Regions from separate parts of the Zea mays genome. Here region 1 is linked to region 2. The links are chromatin contacts, called in public Hi-C maps. All regions are on one chromosome and are shown on one strand. Each heading gives the region's core, a stretch centred on a gene start, on an enhancer-like site or on the middle of the called end of the contact. The rest is flanking DNA. Distances are from core to core; before and after follow the strand shown. Region 1 overlaps LOC100037794. Region 2 holds the start of LOC541878 (diphosphonucleotide phosphatase 2).

Region 1 (2,763 bases), core at 241-2,740, 220 kb before region 2:
TTATCCTCCAGTTGGTCCGAACAAGCCGCACATTGATCTCAGCACACTTATGACGGTCACATCAAGACCAAAGAGGGTTCTAAGGACCACAAACGCTTACTTCTATTGGGTTACACGTGAGCAAGGTTCTTTTGATTGGTTCAAGGGAGTCATGAATGAAATTGCTGAACTGGACCAAAGGGTGCATAGTACCAATTGACCACTTGTTTTGTTTGAGTTACATTTTCTAATTGTCAGAATTCATATGTTCCCTTAAGTGGGTTTTACTTACAGTTGCCTTTGCTCCATTCTAGAATATTATTGAGATGCACAACTACCTTACGAGTGTTTATGAGGAAGGAGATGCTCGGTCAGCGCTCATCACCATGCTTCAAGCTTTGAACCATGCAAAGAATGGCGTTGACATTGTCTCTGGAACTAAAGTAAGTGTTGATAGAGCAATTAACAGCTCCACTCCGTTAAGTCAGCTACGTTGGAATGCTGAGTTTTGTACCTGTCATCTATTTAGCATAAATGACTAAAACACTGTACAATCACCTTTTAAGGTATAAGCTAATACCCCCATCATCATCCGTATGCTGATTATGCAGGTCCGGACACACTTTGCAAGACCAAATTGGAAAAAAGTCCTATCTAAAATTGCCTCGAAGCATCCATTTGCTAAGATAGGTTAGTCTACATACTACATTGTCTGATATTCTGGTTAAGCTTCTCGGTTTTTTTATAGAGTCATGCACATATTTGTGAATGGCTTGTGTGTCCTTTATCAAAACTTCGTCGTTGTTATTCTTTCATAAAACACACTACTACATAAAGATGCAGATGCATTAATAATTTATAGACAAAAGGACGGGCTATTAAGCTCTGGTCTGCATGATTGAGCGAAACAGTGAGAATAACCAGCTCAGTTTGTATAGAATTCCGTTTCCATGAACAAACTTTACAACGGTGTGTGGGGTGCATTATAATCAAGTTATTTCTATATTGATTAATGACAATATTAGGCACAGTTATCCTGTGTGTTCCAGAAAAGAAAATAATTTATGTACCACCTATAGTTTTTTCTTTTATTTTTTTTAAAATGATCTGGTTGCACGCAGGTGTATTCTACTGTGGAGCTCCAGTTCTTGCACAAGAACTAAACAAACTGTGCCATGAATTCAATGGGAAAAGCACAACGAAATTTGAGTTCCACAAGGAACATTTCTGAATTCCAGTAATACTTGGTGCGCAGAAATGATATATTATGTGTGTGTACAGCATTTTTGTCTTGGTATGTTCATCTGGAGTTCTGGACGAACATGAGAGCAAAGTGGAGAAGCTACCATCAAATGCTTAACAGCTGACGGCCTGCACTCTTTGTTAACTGCTCCTAAATGAACCAGACCACCAAGAAGTGGGATTTTTGTGTACATATACATGTGATGTCCAAACGTCCATCTGCAGATTGGACCCCTCAACTGTGAAGAGATTCCTCCCAGGTGGTCACCAATGTACAGAGCACACATGAAGATAAAGAGTAGTTGGGATTGTCGGTAGCATGCTATTCGTATAGGACAGGAGGGATACCACTAGTCACAACACACAAGGCTATTTAATTGTATATTTTCATGCAGCTGATGCCCTGCACTTTCTGCTGCTGGCCAATGCGGCAAGGACAGAAGCATTTTTTCTCATTTGTACCGCATACAGAAAAGGCATAACAAAAAAGAGGTGAAAGGGAGAATAGCATTTTAGCACACTTATGGGTCCCTCGATTTATTTGACCCTGCGGTGCTACGAGCCTACGAGGAGGAGATGAAGTAGAATAAAATTGTCATTTCATTAAATAAAGCAAATGTTTAGAATATTTTAATATACTTGTATGGGCTAAATTTTAAATAGTGCCTCCATTCTCGAATGATATTTATTGTTACTAGTTCATTTTTGAACTAAAACGTGACAAATAAAAAAAACGAATGTAGTAATATTTTAGACAACTGTTTAGAGCTTCAAAAGCTAAAATTTAATGGCTAAATTTTAGATCATACGTACAGCTAAAAGATAAACCAAATTTAATTACATCAGCGCTAGATGATTTTTTATGAAAAAATAAAAATATCCTGTTGCCAGACTAAGTATTTAAATTGAATTTCAATTGCACCATTTTGGTTTTTTTTTTACCATAACGCTTTAAAAAATCCCACTTGAATACATTTAAATAAAGTTCTGCTAGGGATTATTCTTATCGTTGTTAAGTACCACTACAAACTGCAAAACTAAGAAAACACTTAGCAACTCTTTTGTCGAGTGTGACTCTTGGCAAAGAGAGCTCGATGAATTATACATCGGCAATAGCCTCTTTGCCGATTGCATTATGTCGGGCACTGGGCAAAATCTTTACCTACCACCTAGTACTCGGTAAAGAAAAGTCGCCGTGACAACGACAAGTGACGGTGATAGAGCCTTTGCCGAGTATCTGTTGGCACGACACTCGGCAAATGAAGCTCCAATGGGCCCCATGGCAGCCTCTATGTTGAGAGTCACAAGCTGGCACTCGACAAAATGAGCTTCTTTGCAGAGTGTCTGCCTGTTTGGCCCTCGCCAAAGTGAGCACCAGTGAGCCCCTTTGCCAGCGTCGAGTGCGCTGGCTGGCACTCGACAAAGCGAGCTTCTTTGTTGAGTGACATGACCATATCACTCGGTAAAGAGGCTTTATCGGTTTTCAGGTGTGCTCTCTTTGCTGAGTGCTATGATCATTGCACTTGGCAAAGACACACTTTG
Region 2 (2,704 bases), core at 201-2,700:
AAAAGTGTTCTGCAATGTAGTTTGTAGCTCCTTAGCACCCATATGAGGCTTCTTCATCAGTAATGGAAGCGCACATGCTGCAACCCAAGCTCATGTAGGTGTAGTCGTCTTACGTCTACCACTCGAAGTACAAGTATGTTTGTAATTCAAGACAATCACCTGAAAAATTAGTCAAAGTGTTAAATAGAATTTAACCACGAATAGAAAGGTACATATTAAGTAAAACAACTATATTCTCGGCTTACTTGAATTGTTGGAGCCCCTTTCATCTCCGGTCTAGCATGAATTCTCCAGGGGCAATTAGACCCTTTACAATACCCTCTAAATCTAGTCTTATTAGTTGCCTCAATTCCAAGCTCAAATTTTTTATTTATGGCGTATTGTCTAATTGCGAGTCTGAAGTGGTGCATTGTTGCATACAAGCTGCCAGGCTCCATTACTGGATTGTTCATATCATATATGGTCCTAGTCTCATTAAGCACTAAATCAGAACATGGAATGCCTGCTCCCAATTCATCTTCACATGGAATGCTATTTCCAAAACGGGAAGCACTTGAATCATCTTCCCTTCCATCATCTTGATTATCTAGTCTAAGTTGAAAATATAGTCCTTGTTCACTAGTAACATCATTTCTTCCTTCTTCGTTGGTCGTTTCTTCTACCATTATTGAATCCCAATCGATATCATGCATTCCATGGCCACTCCCCTATTCACCAAAATAGTTGTAATATCATATATAACTACTAAATTGCATACAATAATTTCGAACCACTAACCATTGTAGGTTGTGTGCCAATACAAGTCAATGCTCACTCTTGTTCTTTGACAATGCATGCAGTCGTTTCGTCCATGGGGGAACTGACTCATCGTTCGTAGTATTATTCATAGTAAACTGCACAAACAATAAGCTAAATGGGTGCTCGGCTATAGTCAGTTTAGTGTGGAAGAAGATACAGGAGCTTACCAGAGTCGGTGGTGCGGGAACCGCACGACACGGGAATGTCCCTCGACGCAGGATCCGATGAAGGGCAGGGCAAGCAGCCAGGGAAGTAAATCAGCAGGGAAGGGCGCAGGATCCGGGAATGGCCCTGCGCGGAACTAAATCAGCAGGGAAGGGCGAGATCCGGTGAATGGCAGGACAGACAGGCACCACAGTGCGCGGAGACGGCGAACAGAGTCGATGGAGGAAGACGACGACCAGAGAAAGAAGGAAGAGAGAATGAAATACGCTAGAAGGAGACGACGACTAGGGAAGTAACGGAGCGAGGGCACGACGGGCACACGAGAAACGGTAATGATCATTAATCCAGCGCGATGCTAAATCTTTAAAACGGGCAAGATTATAATGCCATATATTCAATTGCGATGATCATCGTGCCAATAGTCTGAAGCCCGTCGAAGGGAGTGACATGTTGCAAAATTCTCATCTTTCTTCCCGCCGGATTGACGAAATCGATCGCTCCGCTCCCACCGGCCACCACCAGTCCACCACACCTCGATCCCCGCACCGCCCAGCCGGCCGCCCGCATCCACCGCACAAAACCCTAGGCATGGCCCCACCCTAAACCCCTTGCTCCCCACCTCGTATGGTCGTCGTCCCCTTCTCCCTCCGCATTGCGCGAAACCCCATCCGCCTCCGCCTTCTTCCGGTCTCCGCTGCTCGCTTCACCCGTCTCGCCATGTCGACCACGCCGCCGGCGGCGGCTACCATATCCGTCGAGTATGCCAAGTCCGGGCGCTCAATCTGCAAGGGGTGCAGCGGGGTCATCGCCTCCGGGGCGCTCCGCCTCGGCGCCTCTGCGCGCGACCCCCGTGGCTTCGGCGCCACCAAGTGGTACCACGTCTCCTGCTTACCCTCCTCGTCGTACCCGCTCGGCCCCATCGGGAGTATCAAGGGGTTCGACTCCATTAAGGTTCTCTCATTGGGTGGTTAGTTTGGTGCCGTTCGCTATCTCATTCTGTGTTGTTTTGGGGATTAATACGTGGGGCTTTGGGATTTGCAGGACCATGATCGTGCGGAATTGCGAGAACTAGAGAAGGTATGCGCCCTTTACTCGTTGCAATGGTTGTTCAGCCACATAGTTTTTTGCTACAGATTTGGGTAATGTAGGATACTTTGATAAAATTTGTGGTTAATAATGCAGAGTAAAGAAACACCATGTGCAGAATTCATTCCTAATATTTTCCCACTCTATGGCACCCCTGCTTGTAGAATGATGTGCTTATAGTCAGATATGCTTGTGCATAAATCAAATAGAATGGACCATACTGATTCTCTTGTTTGAACAGCAGCACTTGGATGATCAATGTTTTTTTTGTCTTGATCCCATATTTAGCAAAACCAAGTAATTCAACCTTTTTGGGGCAAAATCTTTACTGACTTCCATGATAATGAGAACAACTCATTTTCAGAATCATAAAAGAGACAATACTGCAGTCAGCCCTCCGGAGGAACAACGTCCAAAGAAAGCAAGGATTCAGATGTTTTCCCCTGCGGAGGGGGTGCCAGATAATGTAACAGTCTCTGTTGAGTATGCGAAGTCTGGTCGCTCTACCTGCAAGGGCTGCAGTGAGAATATTGCCAAAGGTGCCCTCCGCCTTGGTGCCTCTTTTCCTGATCCCCGTGGCTACGAAAATACTAAGTGGTACCATGTTGTGTGCTTCCCTACATCATCATACCCATTATTTCCAATGTCAAATCTG

The links. A called contact is a pair of places that touch in the nucleus more often than the background predicts.
Region 1: a Hi-C map of ear shows a contact between it and region 2, with 1.9 times the contacts expected there. The contact joins the enhancer-like site here to the promoter of LOC541878 in region 2. A contact is called at or near these places in 2 of 25 Hi-C or Micro-C datasets (ear and tassel).

Annotation. Positions count from the first base shown.
Region 1 is chr3:205,521,343-205,524,105 of Zm-B73-REFERENCE-NAM-5.0, reverse strand. LOC100037794 reads left to right here. Exons shown (of 14, transcript NM_001374296.1): 11 at 1-181; 12 at 294-422; 13 at 591-669; 14 at 1,101-1,584. The coding sequence ends at 1,210. Among protein-coding and RNA genes, the nearest start is that of LOC118476743, 9.6 kb to the left of the region's middle. Within about 2 kb of position 1,490, at least 5 of the 20 cell types and tissues checked have an H3K27ac peak or open chromatin away from gene starts, as enhancers often do. A contact at or near this core is called in ear, where this site is marked.
Region 2 is chr3:205,303,065-205,305,768 of Zm-B73-REFERENCE-NAM-5.0, reverse strand. LOC541878 (diphosphonucleotide phosphatase 2) reads left to right here and starts at 1,450. Exons shown (of 15, transcript NM_001358408.1): 1 at 1,450-1,914; 2 at 2,005-2,040; 3 at 2,414-2,704. The coding sequence starts at 1,588.